Regions from separate parts of the Lactuca sativa genome. Here region 2 is linked to region 1. The links are chromatin contacts, called in public Hi-C maps. All regions are on one chromosome and are shown on one strand. The core of a region is the stretch at or near the end of the contact, and the rest is flanking DNA. Distances in the headings are between cores, read along the strand shown. Region 1 holds the start of LOC111900982. Region 2 holds the start of LOC111900987 (meiotic recombination protein SPO11-2).

The links. Hi-C and Micro-C count contacts between places; a contact is called where the count stands out from the background.
Region 2: a contact with region 1 is called in a Hi-C map of leaf, with 5 times the contacts expected there. The contact joins the promoter of LOC111900987 here to the promoter of LOC111900982 in region 1. A contact is called at or near these places in 2 of 4 Hi-C or Micro-C datasets (both in leaf).

Annotation. Positions count from the first base shown.
Region 1 is chr6:7,173,210-7,180,272 of Lsat_Salinas_v11, reverse strand. It overlaps LOC111900982, which reads left to right and starts at 3,164. Exons shown (of 1, transcript XM_023896849.3): 1 at 3,164-4,067. The coding sequence starts at 3,269. The coding sequence ends at 3,973. It overlaps LOC111900980, which reads right to left. Exons shown (of 2, transcript XM_023896848.3): 2 at 6,502-7,063. The coding sequence ends at 6,672.
Region 2 is chr6:7,312,779-7,319,841 of Lsat_Salinas_v11, reverse strand. LOC111900987 (meiotic recombination protein SPO11-2) reads right to left here and starts at 3,100. Exons shown (of 10, transcript XM_023896855.3): 1 at 1,991-3,100; 2 at 1,811-1,894; 3 at 1,256-1,385; 4 at 1,034-1,171; 5 at 747-964; 6 at 588-682; 7 at 309-371; 8 at 97-173. The coding sequence starts at 2,068. It overlaps LOC111900986, which reads left to right and starts at 3,667. Exons shown (of 1, transcript XM_023896854.2): 1 at 3,667-4,260. The coding sequence starts at 3,667. The coding sequence ends at 4,260.

The DNA.
Region 1 (7,063 bases), core at 1,915-4,414:
AAAAGGTCAATCTTTTATGTCTTTGTGTTATATAAAATCTTACATGTAAGAAGGATGTCATAACATCAATATTTTGCTTGGAATATCTTTCAACCAAAACAAATGAAACTTTTATATTCTTTCTTTATATCCAGTTTCTCATTTAATCGTTATATGTGATTTGTATGTATTACTCAATCTTGAATGTGACTCTCCAAACATCAATGTTTTGCTTGGAATATCTTTCTGATTCTTCTTTTTCAAGAAAAATATTTTGATTGCAGGTTAGTGAAGAATTGTCATCAAATTTCTATGGTTGAATGGTGTTAAATGAAGAAAGAAGATTCAGAAAACAGATATAGATTTTTTTTTGTTTGAGCAAAGTTGATGAATATTAGTTTTTTCTTTTGATTTAAATGTATGTTTATGTAACATCTTTATTTATATATTCAACCACCCAATGCTCTTATTTATTTGATTGTAGTTTTTCTATTCTGATTATGTTTATTTTCCATTATTTTTTGTTGGGTTATCCTACACAATATATTAACATTTGATATGTAATTATGATAGACTTATCATGATATGTTCTTCATATGAAAGTAATTTATCTATATTACTACGACAAGAATTACATATGACATTTACGAAAATATATATATATATATATATATATATATATATATATATATATATATATATATATATAATATGTGATTTGTTTAACATGTATATGCACCTATGTATGTTATAAATTTATAATTAAATATCTTTATGTTTAAATTAAATGGATTAAAATGATGCATCAAAACCAATTATTTAGACGAATATAATAATAATAATAATAATAATAATAATAATAATAATAATAATAATATTAATAATAATAATAATAATAATAATAAATACACATTTCCAAGTATCGCATTCATTTGAAACTCACACTATAACTCAAGAGTTTTCTAATTTATGTATATTTATTAGTTACAACTCAAGAGTTTTTAACTTATGATTATTAATTAGTAATCACTAATAACTTTTTATTTTCCTTTCTTTTATAAGGTTGTAAAGTTTTTGCTCATTAAAAACATTAATGTATTTGAAGAGATTTGTGATTTAAATATGAAGAGTTAATATAAATGTTATAATAGATGTTTTAGTGTTTTTATGTTATTAAAAATTATAATGTTTATTTTTCATATTTTTTATTATTCGTTGTGTGTGTGTGTGTGTATATATATATATATATATATATATATATATATATATATATATATTAATACAAATGTTATAATATATGTTTTTCTATTTTTATGTTTTTAAAAGTTGTAGTTCATATTTTTGTTCATACGTTTTGTTACCCGTTATATTATCATTAATTTGATATATAATTTACACAATTTTAAACGGTTTATAAATTTATAAAATAGTTGTATATATCACAATGACTTAAAAATTAAACTATAATGTTTAATAAAACTAATATGGTAACTATATGTTTGCTTTACTACTAGCATTTTTTTTCAAAGTAGAAATATTAAATAATAATTTGGTAAAAGTTATTATTTAAACTATGTAATTCTACTCTCGCGCAACGCGCGAGGATTCGCTTAGTTAAATTATAAACTGACCCAAAACATTGAAATTTTTCTACATATTTCTCATATATATTTATTAGATCTAAACTAATTAATAAAAAATTAATTGAAATGTAAAATTGTAATTTTAGATGAAATTTATAACAAACGGAAACAACAATAACAAACTTGATTAAAATTTGAAACCACAAAAACTATTGTTTACTAGGGTAATAATCTTTGTCGCTTTGTTCACAATTAGGCAACTTTTTTTGTACACATCTGACCATTTAACTTGTTATATGTGTTCACATATTATCATTATCACTGACTATAATAGGTGACAATGGTAACATGCAAACACATTAACAAGTTAAATGGTCAAATGTGTACAAAAAACAGAAATTGTCTAAATGTGAAAAAAAAAATGAAAAGTTAATTACCCTCATAAGTCATTTTTCCATTTTTAATAACGATTTTCTTTTTCATATATGTTTGTATTATTTTTTTCGGACGTTATTTTTAAAGTATCAATAACGTCCTAAATACTAATTAAATATTGATCAATTCTAAACCTTACTTTTGAATTAATAAATATGTTTTTGTTTTTTTTTTTTTTTGAAATATTTTATATAGTCTATTATATATATTTTTTCTTTTGTATTTAAGTATGTATAATAGTTTTAAAGTAAATAATATCTAACAATAAAATTAAATAAATTAAATATGTAACAATAAGTATGAAGAGTCTTCTAAAAAAATAAAAATAAAATATTACGTAGCAAAACAAAACAAAACAAAACAAAACAAAATTTATATAATGTAAATGTTTTAAAATTATTACAACTTTTTAATACTTATTAATTAAAAGTTTATTTTTTTTATTTTTTTAATACAACGTTTTAAACTAGTATTTAAGGAAAATATTTTTAAATGTTATTAAAAAATATTAAATTGTCATACAAAATATGTGAAACACTTTAAAATGTTGTAAAAGAAAGCTTAGAAATAATTGTATGAGAGTTATAAAAAGTTGTATGAAAATTAAAAAAAAAAAATTTAAAAGCTGAAAACTTGTAATAAAAATTTAAAACATTTATAAAATATTTGGTTGAAAAATATTTGTATTAAATTTATATGAAAATATAGAAATAAGTCAAAAACAATTTATAAACAAAGTTTAAAACATTGTATTAGAAAATATTGTAAGAAATTATTAAAAAAAAAATTATAAAATTTATAAAAGAAATTGCTCACATTTAATCATTTAACTTGTTAAATGTGTTTATATATTATCATTGTCACTATGCAGATAACAATGATAATATATAAACATATTTAACAAATTATATATATATATATATATATATATATATATATATATATATATGTCTAAACCTGAACGAAACGAAAAGATAATTATCCTAACAAGTTATTTTACCAAAACTATTTATAAAAGAAAAAAAATGAGAAGAAAATTGAGAATCTAAAAAACAAAAGACACCATTTATATAATTTTATCCTTTTTTTTTTCTATATTAAATGGTCATTAATCTTGTAATTGCCAAGGAAATTTATAGCGTTTGGGCTTCCTGGTCTTCCAAATTCTATGTCAACGATCAAATCCAAATTCTTAGTCAACGAATCAAAGTTGGACAAATAAAATGAGCCCCACCCACCATTAATTGGCCTGCCATGGATCAATCTCAATCATGTCTCAGCCAAATCAAAAACTGATGACGGACGACGATCAAGAGAAGCCTTTATCTCCGGCGCCTGAGATCCGTCATCTGCCTACCGCCACCGTAGACGAAGCCTCGTCCACCACATCAAATAAGCAAAGCCAAGGCTTCCGCAAATGCACCATCTACTGCGGTATCATCACCGCCGTCGTACTCATCATCGCGGTGGTTCTGTTAGTCCTAGGCCTCACAGTCCTCCACGTCAAAAACCCACAAATCACCATGAACTCAGCAACGATCATCGGATTTGACCGAGTCAACTCAACAGATCTACTCACTGGTAAAGCCAATCTGACTGTGGTGGCAGACGTCTCCGTGAAGAACAATAACGTGGCGGCATTTAAGTTTAAAAGGTCAAATTCGAGTCTTTTGTACCATCAGACGGTGATCGGAGTGGCGGACGTTCCCGGAGGGGTGGCTAAGGCAAGGAGGACGATGAGATTGAACTTGACGTTTGAAGTGGCGGTGGCGGAAATCACCGGAAACCAACAGTTTGGAAGTGATTTGTCGACGGGGATACTTCCGGTGGAAAGTTATACAAAGATTAAGGGAAGGGTTAAGATACTGAACATCATTAAGAAAAAAGCAACGGTAACAATGAACTGTTCCTTTGCCGTTAACATAACGAGTCGGGGGATTGTCGGTCAAAATTGCAAAAGGCATGTTTCTTTTTAGGATTTCTTCTTCACATGTATTTCTAATGATTTTCTTGTTTTTTCAAAAAAAATATTTTTTGGAGTATTATATAAAAGAAATTATATTTTTGTTATTTTATGGTTTAAATATTATACCATTTAGTGAATTAGTGGTTAAACTTTTCAACATAATAAGTCTCTAAACTTTTACAAAATTACCACTTTCAACTACTACTGAAACTTTGACCATTTCGATAATCCACACTCGATAAAGTTCATTAGACGTGTTCTTCAACCACTATATGAATTAAAAGGTGAGAAATGACAAAAAATAAAATGATTTAGAATTTTCAAAAATTAGAATATAAAGTAAATTTAATCATGTGATGTTTAAACAACTTCATACTTTCACCTATGTGTTTCTTGTCATTACATCTTATTGGCTAAATCTGCGGCTATTGAAGGATCGTGCAATCCTGTTTAAATTATGTGGACATCCGCAAGCGAGACTCAGGGGGTGTTTGGCTTAGCTTTTGAGAAGCCAAAAGATGTTTGGCAAACTAATTTTAAAACCTATTTTTTGATTTTTGATAGAAGTAAAATCAACTTTTTGGAAAAATCAGGAAAACCTGACTTTTTGCAATTTTTCCAAAAAGGACTTTTGGTCCTTAAAAAGCTAAGCCAAACACCCCCTCAATATTTATACAATTTTAAATTACATAATTACCGCTTTTAACTTATAATTTTCTTTTATAATGCGTCGAATAATTACTTCATTGGAAAAATTAAAATAAAATATAAGCATGTTTGCGACGATATAATGTGTATATACCCCGATACCATAAAACGTTGTCCCTCAAGAGAAACTTAAATATATTGAACCTATTAAAACAAGATTTAATGAGATGTTTTAATTTTCAAGGACAACAACATTGTGTATTGTGTATAATAGGTATATAAAGTTTTGTTACGATGTGAATTCCTCTTTATTAGGTTCTAACTAATAAATTTGGATTTCGGTAACAACAAAAAGATATTATTGCTCCAATAATTAACTGTCATGCTTCAAGTTTTTAAAGGACCAATTACTTTTTTTATCGGCGTTTATTACTCTACAGGTTGCTTATTTCTTAATCAAAACAGATTAATGACAACAAATTTAAGCAAAAATTTAAATGTGAAGCAACATGAATCGTGATATGGTAAGCCAATGGAATCAAAATTTTATATAGTAAGTTGCTTCATTTTTACTTGTGTCACCATCCTGAATCAAACCATAAATGTCGCGGGATGGAGAATTTATATGAAATCATAGTGTAAAATTTGGGTTTACACGACGAAGACCCAAGACCCTGATTTTGCATAAACATAAATGTTAGAAATTTGGGTGTAGAAAGGCTTGGAAATTCTGAGAATTGTGAGTATCACTTTCAAATCAAAGTATTTGGTGGTACTCCCAAATCCTCAATTGGATAAGACTCATAGAGACAAGAACCGAGAATGTTTGATGATATTTTCGTATGTATCAGAAAATGAGACCAAAACCAACTTTAATATATTTGTCTGAAAACTGTCATATGACAGTTTTAAACTGTCATATAACTATAAAAACTGTCATAAAAACAGATATATGGATAAGGGTCAAACCAATTGTCAATTATCTGAAAAATCAATTTTCTGATGCATTTTTAATATAGTAACATACCCTATATAAAAAAATTTCGCGCTGACCTGGCAGCTCGATCCCAGCCAGGGGCTACCGCCCCTTGGACCCCACTCCCAGGGGCGCTGCCCCAGGACACCCGTTCGTTCAGGGGCTTTGCCCTTAAATGACAGTGTACTTTGAAACTTGATCAAACTTAAACAAGTGTGTACTCCACACCTCCCTTACTTGTTTAATATTTATCAAGATTATTTTTGGTCAACACAAAGTAATCTCATTATACTTAAATAACACTGATGATCAAAAATCACCAACAATAAATAAATAACAATATTTTTACAAATTATTGGACATTTATCTAGTAAAATCTGATTCAAACGATAGTACAATACATTACCTTTTGAGAGTCTCAACGGAAAGGGTATCATTTGATGTCGATAATGACAATACATTGAGTCTCTATAACAATTTCAAGTGCATGCATGATTTTCTCCATGAGTTCCTTTTATTTAGTCCCACATAACAGTTAATTCCATTTCATTGTTATCTTCTTCCTTAAGTTTAGCAAGCAGTGGTAGTTATCCTATTTAATGTATTGCATCTGATCGACGGAATATATAGAAATTTGCCCCAAAACTCCATTTATCACGTATCTCATAACGTAAAGATAAGCCAATTGAGAAAGTCAAAGAATGTCTCAATGTCAACTTTGAAGACCATTTATTATTTATGAAAACCTTGTCAACTTGATGAAATTATTGGAATAACACTTCTCATGATTGTTAAAAACAAGATGCAATAATATTTGCAACAATTCTAAAATGCTTTCAACTATTATCTCATCTAATATTTCATCAACATTTAAATTATTTCAGCTTCATAATAAACTTGACAAAAATGTAAAATTCTTTAATGTGGTTCACAATCAATATATGAAGCAATAATTCCATGCTTTTAATAAGAGTACAAAACTCCAGTCTCCAAAAACATTCCATACAAAAACACAAATATTTGTTCAATTGATTCAACAATTTTAAGTTATTATCTCAAGTCAAAAACATGTAAAAAGTTTTTATTACTTTAATTCACGAATCTGTTGCCTTATAGTGCGAGCACAATCTGCAAAATTCTTGACAAGGGTACTGCATTTCAACGGGTCTTTGACATTTTCTTTATAGCAATCCAAACAAGCGGTCAAATCGGTCAAACATGGCATAGGTTTTGCTTCCGGAAGCTTAAACTCTTTTTCATGAAGCTCTTTTGCCTTTTGTGTCACTTCAAACAACATTGCATCTTCTTGCTTTTGTAGTTTTTCCAAAACCCTCTCACTGTCTTCAAGAACAGAACGAATGGCATTCACTTCAGGTGGTGAAGGTGGTGGAATTGGGAGGTACATTGGCGGCCATGTGGCGGCAGTTGGTGGTGGTGGTGGTGGGGGTGGTGGAGGGATTGGGTGTTGTTGGGGAG
Region 2 (7,063 bases), core at 1,851-4,350, 140 kb before region 1:
CTTGAAATATTATTGAGGGAACATTTTATCCAAATAACCCTCGTTGAATAATAATAATAATAATAATAATAATAATAATAATAATAATAGTAATACCATATCTGTATGCTTCCAGGCCCATTCCAATACTTCCATATTTGAAGGTGCAAAGAATAGCCAATCCAGCAGGGTTCCTAAAATAAAAAAAATAAAAAAAAAACATCAAAAAATTTTAGGTTTCAATCATATAAGTGATTATGATTCTAATTTCTAGACATCAAAATATCGAAAAGAAAAAAAAAATCCAAATAGAAATCTTTTGTTCTTACCAATCAACTAATCCAAAAATTGGCATTTCAGGGAAAGCCCGACTCATGCGATGAAGAAGAAACCTATTTGAGCAATCCAAGAAACTATGATTTCAATCAACTATCACAAATTAGAAAGAGTAATTACACTTTTGGTCCTTGAGTATAGCTGATTTTTACAATTTTTTGTCCAAAATATAAATTCTTTAACAGAAAACTCTTTGGGACACAAATTGGAAAAAATGAACTATACTTATTACTTACATACCAAAAATCTGATTTACTCAAATGAAAATCTACCTTGTAGCAAGATCAGGGTATCCTTTTGCAGTGATAAGAATGCATGGAATTTGATTGAACACTTTATCCTCAGCCAACCTCTGAAATATCGCATGCTAAACACAAACATATTTAATATTTTGATAATAAAGGAGAAAAAGATTTAATCAAACATAGTACCTTCTCAATCACAATTATATAATTTGCATCTGTCTTCATCACCAGTTTTTCTAAAATGTTCAAGTCACCAGAAATGGCATAACCAGAAGACCCACATTTAGTGCAGTCAACAGTTTCTTGATCAGGCCCTTGTAACAATAATCGACCTGCTATTGATCCTCTACTAGATGCCATGATTCCAAGACTATAACGACTACATCTCAGCAATGCTACCACATCTGTGTTGCATAAATATATGAAAGAAAAGAAAATAAACAGAAATGTAATATCAAATGGTGAATTTTAACCTTGGATAGTTTGATTGACTTGTAGTTGAGTAGTGAAATAATCTGGTGATGAACAAAGCAACTTGTAAAATAGTTCTCTTTGAGTTACTCTCTTTTCCAGAAGTAAAATGCTGTAACACATCTCCATCACTTTCCACACTGATTTGCATAAGGTGGATAAAGTAATGCATAAGAATAAGGAAATTGTGTTGGTTTTATAGTGTCGGATCATATAATAAGTACCTCTTATGAAGGCTTTAGCAGAATTCTCTCTCGTCAATGATTTTGTGCAGAATGAACGTGACAGAAAGATCCATGAAGTTTCGGTTAATAGACTCTGATTCACTCTGCTATTACTTGATTTACGGTTGATCTGTTTCATTCGCAGCATCAATTGATCATTCGCCAATTGAGCAAAAAGAAAAAGAAGAATTAAAATGGTTCCCAATAATCATTGCTCATTTGTACTGTATAACAATACATAGGCTTTCACGAGCAATTCGAATTTCCTAAGTCGATCCAATTCCTATCAGTTTTGTCGATACATGTTGAGGAAATCGAAACCACAATTAGCATATAGTTTCCATTGGTGCTCATAAACATGAATACGCCTTATTTGTTTCAACCTTATATTCAAAATGTAATTACGATTCTGTGGTAAACTTGTAGCTGAGTTGTAACATTCATAGCTTAAATCTCCGACGCACGATACAGGATCATATTGCTTATTGAAAGAAAAAAAAAACATCGAAACAGATCGACATTAATAATCAAACTCAAATGGTGAGGAATTCGGACCATAGGGAGGTTTGAGATGGCTGGAGTTGAAGAGTTCAAATCCTCGAGGAAATTCAGGACGGCTATTTCGATTCTAGCTCGGACCTGATGATTTGGTTCCGAACATTATTGAAACGTCTTTGAAAATTATGAACTAGAATTCATTGAATTGGAAAGAAGAAGAAGAAGAAGAAGAAGTACCTCAAGAGGTGGAAGGATATCGGCGTAGGAAAGGTGTTGCTCGGTGAAGAAGATGGTGGATCTGCGCTCGTCTCCCATGATGCAGCCCTACTGCTTGTGGCCCAAATAGCGCGCCAATTTGCTTTATATATTCAAAAATCAAAATCCTATCTTCACTTCTTTTCTATTAAACATGAGCACGGGTGTTTATTTTAAATAAAATTAAATAAAAAAAGTAAAATCAAGCAAGGAGCTTAAATTTATAAATTGGATTTCATTTGACAGCCGAGCTGGTTAGAAAGAAACAAAAATAGGATGTTATAATAAGAAAATCAATAGAAGTATTATTTTTTGCATTTACATAAAAGGCTAAATTTAAGAAACTCTTAATATAAGAGTCACCATTAACAATTCTCCTTTAAAGAAACTCAAATCCATAGGATACATAACACTTAAAACAACAATAAAAAACCACCAATTATCATCTTCCATTATCATACACTGGAGTTGATATAAATCCTACCCTTTTAACAGCTATGGTTAAAACTTAAAAGAAAACCAACATTAACATAAACTTAACCCCCAATTTTAGAAATAAATAATAGTTCTAACAATTTTCCTAAGTAAAACAACCTCGGAATCCGCTAACAATGAACACTATACATCAAATATAGCATACTTGAGATTAATTATCAAGTAACCTCAAACTGTGATGTGTTGGATTCAGAAAGATGTAAAGATCTGTTTCATTCAGTGTCTAAACTTCTGGGATTTGTAAGTGTAAAACTTATGTTTGGTTCAAGATCACCATATGTTTCTTTGAAGAAAGGTGTAGTAGCAAAAGGTTCAAATCTTGATTTTCTGGATTTTTGTTGTTCTTGTTGGTAATGGGTAAGAAAGCTTTCGAGTACGACCTACAAATATAAATATTAAATAGAAAGATGATTCTATTAGATGATGGAATTAGAATTCAAGATTGATGTAAATCTTTGAAATTATAAAGGTTATAGCTAAAAATGGAAGTGGGTATTGAATTTGCAAAAAGAAACGTGTCTTTTAATGAATTTGGAACAAAATCATAAGTTGGAGTTTGACTTGTGAAGGTCAAAATGTATGTTTATTAGTTGACAATTAAAAAAGTCTTTCCTACTTTTTAAATTTACTTTTTTCAACAACATAATTTATTTAGAGAATAGCAGAGAAAGAAGAAGTTGCAACCACATAAACCAATCAACCAAAAAAACGAAAACAACAAAACGTTGTCGAAAATAATGTGGAAAAGAAGCTTTTTGGCCTAATAGACAACACTAACTTTACTTTATGATTATAATACAATCTTAATACAAATTCGATCCATATATCACATGTAAAGACTTAATTGAACTTAATTAAATCACATGTAAAGATTTAGCTGACCTTAGATAATATCAAGTAAATAGTAATTAAATAGTTTAGATAGGATTAATATGCAACTTAAGCGAAAGTATAGGGTCTATTGTTGTACTTATCGCATACCACTAAACATTACCGGGTCATTAGGCGTATGTTCCTCGCAATGGGAGGTCGTTCATCTACTTACACCCGATACCAGTCCCTTATGTTTAGTAATTTCCAGATTCTCCCCGTAATTTTAGCTTCATTCTTATAACAAGAATAATTTCCGTACCACAGTCATAATTCTTAACAAACCAATCATCATGGGTCCATCAACATGTTTCTTCGTGTTCTTTTCGCTCTTCCTTGGGGCGTATGCGAGGCTTCATCCAGTGATGCACCCAATCGAAAACGAAACTCGAACCGTGAGTCCAGACGTGATTGCGAAGGCATGCGAACCATCTATGGAGAAAGACTTCTGCATTTCGGTCCTCAAAACTCAATCCATCGGCGACATTAAGAGCTTGAAACAGGCGACCTTCGTGGCACTCCAGACTGCATCGCGTGAAGCGGTGGCCACAGCTGAGTTGATAAAGATTACGAGGCAAAAGGAAGAGGAGAAGGACGTTGTGGAGGATACGATAGAAGAGGAAACGTTGGCAGATTGTAGCCAGAGCTACTCAAGCATCGTGGACATGCTGGCGGATGCGACCAGTGCATTGTTGACAGGGCCTAATCAGTTGGACGTGGGGGTTCAGATTCTGGCTGCAATGACGACGGCAGAGACGTGTGGAAAGAGCATTAGCGCTGGGAAGAAGACTCGTCAAGTAGAGGAGGTGGCTAAAAAGAATGAAAACGTCAGGAAGTTGTGTTCAAATGCTTTGAGCATTTACAACGTCTATGCCAAGGGAAATTGATGGTAGTGATTTAATTGATTAATGATAATTTGTGAATATTATGTAGTTTGATTTTAGAAATTAACTGACATTTGAAGAATCATGTTTTTTTCTTTCAAAACGATAAACAAGCATAATCATGTTTTTTTCATAACCCGACTATGTTATCTTTTTACTAACATGAAAACAATTCAACTAAATCACACAAAACACGACTAATATAAAATAATAATCTGTTTACTTAATGGTACAAATGTGTCCCACACATAAGAATCGCATATATAACTAAGCTCAAAAACAAAATAAGAGTTTTCAAACCTATAACATCAAAAAAGAAAATCGTTCAAACGTATGTCTTTGTTTATCCTTTCTATCCAATTACATAATAAGATAATATTACTAGTGACTAGTGAGTTCTTGTAAACACAACTCTTCATTGCCTACCAAACAATAAAAATAAATATAAACATGTTAAAATAGTTAAAACACTAATAATGATAATCGAGATTTCAGTAAAAAAAATCAAAACATAATTACCTTTCATTCCAAACATCTAATCTTTCGTTCAAATTGGAGCTTCAAAATCATTGTTTCCTTCACATATACTGACTTGGTCGTTAAAATACATACTTGGACCAACATTCTTCAATTATACGAACCACATCCACAATTAAATGCAACACTGAATACGAACCACACATAAAGCACTTGGAAGCACATATACCCTTAAACACCAATTTTGACTTAGACTCTCAATCAAATTTCATTGACTCACCAATCATTTGCATGGATTCGGATCAGCACTGCCTCATTGTTTTCTTTTTACCTTGAATCCGAAGAGCTTGCGTTCAACTTATAGGGAACCTCAATTAAATCAACAACAAAACTTTGACCACTATGAATTATCGGTTCATGAAAGATCACAGGATCTCATGAAATATTTCTTCGGATCAAAATTTAATGTGTGTTCAAAATTTGATCATGTATGAATTTGTCAAATCAAGATCTATCTTCGAACAAATTGCACATATCTTCAAGGTAGGACCTTGATACCGATTGTTGTAACATGAGACCCAAATTTGCATGCCTAAATTAAGAACGACATAATTGACAATATATGAATTCATGTTGCACTTTTTTCATTATCTTTTGATTTTTCAAATGCCCATTCCACCATGGCTGAAGTTGCATGTGTTCCTCCTAGAAATTTTCCTCATACAAGAAAATTTTAACCAACTTAAGCATGGCTAGTTCCCTGATCTTGAATTACATAACTATTATAACAAATTAGTGTAACACTCGTATATTACACGAGTTTACTTATAAAAAAATACGAAGGTCTAAACATTTGAGAAGTTTGAATTTATACGGAAAATAATAATAATCATAATAAATTTGAACTTTTTAAAACAACATAACTATAATAAAAAACCATAACTTTTATTCGAAAGAAGTATCAAAACCACAACCTCAAGATATATCAAAGTAAATTCAAAAACCATTTGACAGTTATAAATTCCAAAATCAAAGAAAACATAATCCAATTTAACATAAAACTCCACAAATCCGTCCCGATCCAATGTGTACTATCACGCCCTGCCATGCAGAGTACCTACTAATCTTGAAACATTATTTTTAAGGGAAAATGGTTAAGCACAAAGCTTAGTGAATTTCATATATACACAATATCATATCATACAAACTATGTCTAACACACATGTATCAACATTAGTCACACGACCATACATGCATGTCAAAGAACAAATCAGAAACAAGCATACACCCATTGGGACACATAGCTATGTCTGATCCCACTTATTGAGCGCATCGAGCCCTTGGGACACATCGGCTAATCCCTTGAACATAATCCCATTGGGACACACTAGCTACGCCTGATCCCCTATGTTCAGTTCATCGAGCCCTTGGGACAGATTGGTAACGTCCGATCACCCACTAGACACTAACCCAGCCTAGGGATACCCACATACACATCTTATAATCACACACGAGCTAAAGTAAAGCATACACAACATCACACAGTGTAGTGAAAAACCCACTCATACCAAGTCTAATTTCGATACTCCTAAAAATACCAATCAAGATGAAAAATGATTGCCATTCACACTAAGCTTGTAAACAAACTACTTGATTAAATTTCCAGATTTCAACCCGAAATAGCAGCCTATTCGAGACCAATTTAACACTACCAAAACACACCCAAGTTACAATATTTTTCCATATTCCGTAGTTTAGTTTTTTAGATTTCAATGGACTACTTATACAGGTCCATACGATTTGTCTACACTTTTCTATGATTTCACAAACATTCAAATCAATGTAGCTAATTTTGAACCAGTCTGTGAAAATGAAGATTTTCACCTCAGTTAGAGCCAACGTCAAGTTAAGAAAAAAAATTAGGGACATAGTACACTCGAAATTTGACCTTTGAGAATTTACGGATTCTAGATTCAACTCCCGATGATTTTTCTATAGTTTCTACAAATAGGGTAAGAATAGGTATTCTTATGCAATTTCACAACTTTGAAATTAAGTTCTTAATAGTAGCAATAAGTCATTGATTCAAAAGGACAAGTCTAACTTCTAACCATGACTCAAAGTACAATGCTTTTAAGGGAAAAGCAAAGTGTGATGGTAAAAGAGAAAACACAAGTATTGTTTGGTTTTTCTATACCATTAAGCCAATTTTGCGTTGGAGGGGCATCGGCCACTGCCACCATTACATATTGGGAAGTGGTGGTCAACTGGTTGTGGTGAAGGCCGGCGGCCATGGTGGTTCATGATGGTGATGAGAGGAAAATCAAAC